Linked DNA regions of Gossypium hirsutum: region 1 is linked to region 2. The links are chromatin contacts, called in public Hi-C maps. All regions are on one chromosome and are shown on one strand. Each heading gives the region's core, a stretch centred on a gene start, on an enhancer-like site or on the middle of the called end of the contact. The rest is flanking DNA. Distances are from core to core; before and after follow the strand shown.

Evidence for each region. A called contact is a pair of places that touch in the nucleus more often than the background predicts.
Region 1: a contact with region 2 is called in a Hi-C map of leaf, with 6 times the contacts expected there. The contact joins the promoter of LOC107893743 here to the promoter of LOC107903828 in region 2. A contact is called at or near these places in 2 of 34 Hi-C or Micro-C datasets (leaf and seedling).

The regions. Positions count from the first base shown.
Region 1 is chrA13:80,319,028-80,323,280 of Gossypium_hirsutum_v2.1, reverse strand. It overlaps LOC107893743 (intermediate cleaving peptidase 55, mitochondrial), which reads right to left and starts at 2,579. Exons shown (of 14, transcript XM_016818812.2): 1 at 2,176-2,579; 2 at 1,528-1,602; 3 at 1,029-1,292; 4 at 651-743; 5 at 311-517; 6 at 1-32. The coding sequence starts at 2,223. LOC107893745 (rhodanese-like domain-containing protein 6) reads right to left here. Exons shown (of 9, transcript XM_016818815.2): 8 at 4,153-4,253; 9 at 2,936-3,791. The coding sequence ends at 3,049.
Region 2 is chrA13:80,010,448-80,014,622 of Gossypium_hirsutum_v2.1, reverse strand. LOC107903828 (transcription factor bHLH149) reads right to left here and starts at 2,832. Exons shown (of 1, transcript XM_016830001.2): 1 at 1,785-2,832. The coding sequence starts at 2,493. The coding sequence ends at 1,894.

The DNA of each region.
Region 1 (4,253 bases), core at 1,330-3,829, 310 kb before region 2:
GTTTTGGAATGCAACATTGTCTGCAAAAGAGCCTGTCCAAGAGCAAGCTATATGTTAAATATGAATACCAGACAGGTAATTACCTTCTCCAGACACAAAATATTCCATAACAGAAGGGGCATCTATTTTAAGTGCAATCTCAGTAATACCATAAAATAATGTTGATTTACCACCTGATACTAGGATATTTCTAACCTAAAAAAGCTTGATAGCCGAAACCAAGTAATGTAAAATAGACGTGCATCAGACATTAATCACATTATACAAAATTCAGGTCAAGAGGGACCAACAGGGTTGGACAAGAAAGTACCTGACAAGCAATTGCTGCGGATTCTTTCATTAACTTAAGTTCAGAAGGAGATTTTACCCATCGTAGCTCATGGGTGAAAAGAGAAAGGTCACTCACTTTCCTAACATGAGCTGCATTTTGAAAGGTTTCCAAATCTGTGTAGGTCGGTGTAGCCGTCAGCTTGTTGTGGAACAATTTGGAAGATCTTTTTATCATATTTGGAAGGATCTGCCAGGCATTATTTTAAAAGTATTTAAGAAAGAAATAGAAGGAGAAACAAAGAAGTTACTTTCCTTATCATATCATATATGATAAAGCAAGACATTTGAACTATCATATCTACAACGGATTATCATATCACCTTATCTAATTTGCTCACTGGATAAGCTTCTTCAGCTTTGAACATCTCTAGTGCTGCATCAACTCCTGCTATTTGTCCTTGCCAAACAGCATCCTACATAAACCATAACTTCATAAAATTTTGAATGAACTTAAAACATGTCATGCATAACAAAAGAACAAGAAGAAACTAGATCATTTCAGCCTTACTGAAATACTAAAGAATTAGAAATAACTTGATGTTTACAAGTCAACCTACTCCATGCCCAACGGAAAAGTCCAAATGAACCATCCATCTTATAATTAAAAATGAAAAGAAAAAACTAAAGCCTTCTTACTGCAAAATTAGACAACAAAAGCATTTAGTATCAAAATATTCAGTTACACAACCTCAACATACATGAGGTTTTGGTTCTGGCATGAACATGCATAAACCACACTCATGACTTAATACTGCCACCCCACCAGGTTGCTGGCAACCAGTAAGATACAAGTAATCAGCATCTTGTTGAAATGTATAAGGCACAACATCAGTCATCATCTTTACAGGGGCAGCAGCAATGATGGCCAAGCTATTTTCAGGAAGAAGTTCCAACAATCTTTTCTGTCTAGAGATGTATTCTTTGGTAGCTATACCAGGTGTAATCTCCCCTTCCTTCATTAACTGAGAGGTAAACATGAAGAAAAAATGCCTTAGAACAAGAACCAAACTAAACTTAAAGCATACTTAAAACCTTCTTCTCTTTGTCCAGGAAGCTGACAGCATCAAATTGCCATTTTACCCATCAAAGCCTTGTATTATTTGCAGACTAATCATACAAAAGCAAAACCATCAGAATTCTCAAATCTCTACCATGTTTCCTAACATCAGAGTGATGAGGACATGTTAAGAAGCACACCTGAGGATGAGATGCTGAAGTAGGTTGTCCAAAATCTGAGACTTTCCCAGTAGAATATGTACAGCGACGGATAGCCTATCAAGTAAGTTTTTTAAAATGATATTAACAGTCGTAGAACAATCACTCTTAGATTGAGCAACAACAAAAAAGAATCAGTCATAGTTTTCCAGCAACAATTAATAAGTACTCTACATCTCTGATTAAACACGTGATAGTATGAACTCAATAAATAAAGGTAGTACCCTTCGGTCTTCATTCAAAGAAAAAGAACAAGGAGGAAAAGATAGTAAAATCTTCGTGCTAGAAAACTTGTCATGTAGATAGAAGGTGGAAGTATAATAACCCGTTCATAAATCAAAACGTTGTAAATAATTATGAAAATAAATAAACAAATAAAAGCAAATTTAATAAACATAAGCATCGTTAAGATGCGAAGATCGTAAAGCAAAGTCCTCAAAATTCACAACCAACTTGAAAATTCAATTAGCGATCATATACTAATGTCCCAAAAGAAGGAAGATAATAGAAAGATGTTTAATTGAAGCAAAAATGTTGAGCACCAAGCATTTGAAAAGTACCCACTTGATAATTCATTCCAATAAGCATAAAACCATGAGTTAGTTGGTAAAGGAGGAAAAAGAAAGATACTTGTTTGAAGGATAATTGGTGCAGCAGTTTCCTACTCAAAATCTTCATTGTTCCTTTCCTGTTTGCTTCCTCAGCTGGGTTAACAGCTATGCGTTCCTTCCAGTGTAGTTCAGAATTCAGACTATAGATAATTGGTTCAAAGAGTTTGTGTTGGAGCCTTTTGGGAATCAAAAGTTAGTTTCAGTTTAGGATTTATTCCTTGAAAAGCATTCCCAATCCCCCACACTTACTAACACTGTTCCCGGACTAGTTTAGGGTTTAAGAGTTCATCATCTATGTTTTTTAAATCCAACCTGTGGTTGACACCAATTAGTTGGTTGGATCGATTCAACTTAGTCCCATTAAAATATTATAAATTTTTTAAAAAATTCTGTTGAATTGATAGTGTAATTAATTTTTTTGCCAATTCAATCAATTTGTATTCATGGATCCAAACAATATAGATCCGCATGCAATAGAGTAATGCTCATATTAATCCTTGGTTTGAAAAATCAGATCTATGCTACAATCAACTCTAATTTTAATTAAATAAATTATTATAAATTCATAAATCTTTTAAATTATAAAACCAATTCAATTGGATTTTTGTTTAGGTTCAATTAATTCCAAGTGCTTCACTCAAACCGGTTCAACCCAACGATTACTATGGGTACAGTTTTGATTCCGGGAACCATGTATTAATCCATAACAATGGACTATTGCATCATTAAGAATGGCTAAAGTTTCTGACAAAAAATTAACTAGCTGATTAGCATGCACATGGGACAATTAGCTCATTTTGAAAGACTAAATCTCTTCAGTTCCAGTGTCGGGCCTCATTTCTAAACAGAGAAATGAAGAATAAAAAAACTAGTCAAATACATATCTAATACATCAGAGAAAACGTCGAAGAAAGTCCTTTATATTGTCCATGTATGGAGACCGAGTTGGAATGATGTGACCAAATTCATGTTCAATAATAACAGAGCAACCATCTTCAAATCTTGATGCCAGGTATCTGCTGGTATGGCTTGTTATCTGTCTGTCCTTGCGGGGATCACTACCAAATATATGAAGTGATGGGCAATTAATGGGCTTTTGCCAGAAATCTGCCAATGGGAGAGCAAATCCAGAGCACAATATCACAAATCTGAGATCAATTTCAGCCTTTAGCTTGTCTCCTTGTGCACAAAGTAAAGCAGCCATTGCTGCTCCTTGTGAAAATCCCAAAATCCCATCAAAGGGTCCTTGCTCGGAGAACATTTTTTTCAAATAGGCTAGTGATACATCAAAGCCATCAGTTTGTCCCTGGTACTGAAGAGGGTCGAATGGCTGATTTGCTATTTTCCAATCAGCTTCAACCTTCCCACCAAAATCAGATGCAACCAACCATGCATACTTCCTTTTGCAGTTCTCAGGTGGAGGAGCATGTTGTCCAGTAGGTGGAGCACAACTATTTTTTGCTTCTGTACTAGACTGGTAAATGAATGGCAACTCATGGGGTGCATCAATAAAAACAAGTTCAGCAATGCTTTTAAGTTTCTTGGCTAGTGACGCGCTTCTTCCTTTAAAACAGGAGGCATTTTGCCGAAAACCATGCAAGCATAAAATTCTTAATTTCCTTGGAGCTGCATTGCCTAAGAATAGAAGTTATAACAATTTTAGGACCAGCAAAAACAAAATCCATATCAATTTTTACAGTCAACTTTAAACCACTCAGGATATCAAGGTAATCTAGTATTCAGTATTAAAAATGCAGGTTTCAAGATAAATCCCCTAGCAAATGAGTTTTACACATAAGTTGCAAATCTATTTGCAATAAACAATATGTATGCTTTTGTAAATAGATGCTAAAAGTGGCATATCATAGACGAGATTTAACAATAATAGAAAAAAAGTGTAGAGTATCCCCAACACCAATTAAATTAATCAGTTAATTACTTAACATTTCTTGCTTAACCTAAGATTTACTCTTATATAAGATATTACAGACCTTACCATTTCTTGAAGGCAGGTGAGATGAGATTTTGGAATCTGAACAAACAGTTTTCAGATCATTTTTGTCCAATACTGTTGCAAGCTCACCATCTTCCACAGAT
Region 2 (4,175 bases), core at 1,583-4,082:
GTTTGGTTGCGTTCACATTGTTTTTGTTTAACGAAGGCACATGGTTGCATGTGAAAATAGGGTGAATTAGGCAATGCATGAGCCTATGAAACCAAAATAATAATATTAATTGTTGGAGAAAAAGAAATATAGAAAAACACCCCCCCACAAAAGAACAAGCGCATGTGGTCCTTGATTGCTAATATATATATAAAATTTGCAAAATGGGGCATGCTCAAAACTTCTATTGACCAGCAAGCATCCCACATGTCCCAATCCCAAAATCAGACAGCTTGGCTTTCATGTTACCACACGTGTTAGCCCTTAAATGTGAAAAAGAGATTCCTCCTTTGAGTCATCATCCCTTCCTCCATTGGTGGGGTATATATCACCCCTCCATCCCATCGCAACCTTGTTTCTTTCACGACATTTTCGCTATTTTTTTTGAAAATGTCAATTTTATAAAAAAATTTATTTTATTTATTTCTTTAATTTTTTATTTTTAAAATTTTTTAAATTATATTTTTATCAAGTAATCTCAAAGTTAATAGAAAAATTAACATCCTTTTAATTTTACTGACGTAGCATACCCATATATTATCATGTGGATGATATTTAACATGTCAACATTTAATTATTTTTTTTTAAATTTAAAAAAAATTATACAAACTACATTTAAAAATAAAAAATCGTTAAAATTTTTAAAATATATATTAAAATTTTTAAAAAATTAAATATTATCGTATCATTTAAGTGTCAATCTACATATATATATCACAAGAAAAGCTAACAAACATTAAATTTTCGAGGTAATTTAATAAATAAAATAAAATAATTTTTATTAAATTAAAAGAGCCAAATAAACCTTTTGAAATTCCTTCTTGAAAATAATAAAAAAAGGTACATTCTAGACCGGTGAATAGAGGAAAAATTTACGTTTCTAAAAAGATTTAATTAAATTCAATTTGGAATTTAATTGGTGCATTATAGTAAAGAATCATAGGAAATAAATATCCTATATCATAAATGGGCATGTGAATTTTGAAGGAGTTAAAGAGAGGGGGCACATGCAAGCCATTTGAAGGGTGGGTGCACTTCAAAATGTAGTAGGGCCATGGAGGCACATGTGCTGCGACTGCCAAGGGCTACTTAAATCAAGGGCACATGTTGTGAGCCTGATTTTGCTCATAAAAACCCCCCATTACGCCTATCCTATACAAATTTAATACATTATGAGTTTTTTTAAAAAAAAATACATGCATTAAAATTCAAAATTTAAGAATCAAATTAGGGTTTCTATAGCTTGCAAATATATCTCAGTTAGGTGACAATCTTTGTCGCAAACTGGATTATTGAACTGACCCTTTTGCCGACACAACTATGGTGTTTCTTTGGTTCCACTCCAACTAATTAAACCAAGAAATGAGTGTGAAAGAAGTGATTAGTTAGGTTATAAGGTTGAAAATGACTTGCATTTTGTTTTCAACTCTTATTGAGTAAATAATCAAAATCACAAATCTTGTACCATGCAGAATTCAAATCTTATTTATTTTGATCATCCAAGTAATTTGTGGTGTTTTTCAAACTTTCCTAAATTTGTAAATTTTAATTAAGTTGATAAATGCCACTAATAAAAATTAATTTAAGCTTTTACATTATTATTATTATTATTATTATTATTATTATTATTCCACCCAAAAAGAAATAGCTGGCATTGGCATTGGCATGTTCTAATCAATTAATTAAATGATGCTTAACAAACCGAAAATAAATAAATAAATAAATAAAATAAACAAAAGTGGAGCTCAAAAAGAAAGAAAAAGTCGTGTATACACAATAAAATACAGCAACTTAAAAATCTCACCGATAAACAGTTTCCAAAAATAATAATAATTATTAATAATAAACACCTTTTCAAGAGTTGACATTAGAGGGAAGGCGATCAGCCGGCGGCTGCGGTCCACCGCCAGTTCCGCCGCAGAGAAACTCGGTAATAGCCGTCATGGCTCGAACTTGCATCTCTAGAGCCGCTATGTAATCGCTAGTTTCTTCTATAAGGTTGGAGAAGGATAGTTTCCGGCAACCGGGGACGAGACGTCCCAAAACCTTCAACTTCCGCTCAACAGCCGGCGTTTTCCTCCTCTCTCTGTAAATATCGGGCTTCCTCAACCTGTTATTAGTAGGGAGCTTGGCTTTCTTATGTTTGGTCACCTTGCGAGCGGTGAGAATGGCTCTGCCCCAACGAGTGGTGCCCTTGGCCAAAACGGCGAGAACCCTGTCAGCCGTTTCGTGGACTTCCCTGGAGGCGGAGGTACGACGAGAACGACGGAGAGCCTGGAAGAGCTTGGAGGAGTAGATGTGTTGGTCTCGTTGGGTCCGCCATCGCTTAATTCTTTGGATGCGTTGATTGGGAGGACAAGAGGAAGGGGTTTGAAGGGTTATCCTGGGTTTCTTGGGCTTGAACTGAAGAGAGGTGTCAGGGGCAGGTTCTAGATTGGGTGTGAAGGAAGCCATGGAAAGTTGGGAATAATTGCAGAAAGGAGATGGAGATGGAGATGGAGATGGAAGAAAGAGGTTGGAAAGTAAGATATAGGTTATGTTAATGGTTTGGGATATGAGTTGAGAAACAGAGAGAGGGGCTTCCAATCACTTTATAAAAGCCATGCCCTTTCATTTCTCTCATTCACCAACTAATAAAAAAACAACACGCGGGTTTCAGCTTCTGTGCTGCGCTCTCTCTTTCTTCTTTTATTATTATTATTTAATTTCTCTATAATCATACTTTTTTTTTTTACTTTTTTAAAATAAACACTCCATTGGCAGTGTACTGGATCTTTTTTTTTTTTTTGAGTATATACAGTGAATGTTACAGAAATGTCAATGATTTTCAATACAATTCCATTTTTTAATATTTATTTTCATTACTATATTTTTATATAGAATTTAAATATTTTATCTTAATAATATTTTTATTTTTATTTTATTTAAGAATATAATTAATTTTATAAAAAATAAGAATAATTTTTTTATAAAGGGTTACTGTTATAAAAAGGTTGATTGTAATTGAAAAACTTTTAATGCCCACAGAGTTGTAAAATTTAAATTTGAAAATGTAAATTTGCTAAATTTGAATATGTATTGTAACATGTCAACTAAGTTACTGATTTGGTGGTACACTTGATATGTAGATTGACATTAGATTCAAAGTTAGAATTTAAACAATCCAATTCTCTCCTTTTTTTTCCATATAAAAAAAATACTATTATAACATAAAGAATAATTAATATAAATTTCTACTTGAAATAAGAATAATAGTTAAGTAAAAAAATATTTTTCAGGTTGAAAACAAATCATATGAGTAATTAAAATCACCATGTGTAATTAATTTATTGCTAACTTATGTAGTAAGATATGTTAAAAAACAATACCCTTACCCAATAAAAGTATTACTACTTGAATTCAAATATAAATACAATTATATTATTTAAAATATATTTTTTTAAAAAAATAAAAGGAATAAACGAATTCAAATATTTGAATCTCTTACTAAAAGAAGTAACGTGAATGTTGTTATCTGTAAAATTAAAGTGGATTTGGATCATGAATATCCAATAATTAATATCTACACCCATTTCAAATCCACAATATCTTTGGGGCAGTGATCTGTGATATGCATGGACCTTTATTGGGGGTCTCGAGAAAGCTACCAACAATAGGAAGTGCAACAGTTGCCGAAGCATCGGCCATACGCGAGGCTCCATCTTGGCTCAAAACGTCCAGTTTCGACAATGTTCTCGTGAAGTATGATTGCGTCAAGGTGATTCATGCTTTGAATTCGAATAAGTTGCGCAGCTCTAAGGTGGGTTTGATACTTTATAATTTTTGTTGGCTTTTGTCTCATTTTCAACATCTTTATTTTTATTGGATTTGTCGGAGTACTAATAAAATTTCCACGAGCAACTTTATTCCAAGCAAACATTGTTTTTTATATTATACCATCCTTTTTGAGTTTTTGTACTTTTAGTATCGAAAAGGAGGTAAGGTGTTAAATATGAGTGTATGAGAAAAGCTTATTAATTCGCGTTTAGTAATGTCATTTCTTTATAAATTTTAATTATTCTTATTATATTAATTAATATCATTATTCTTTTCCTTGAAAAAAAAATCGTAAATATCAAAATCCACGCAACCCATTA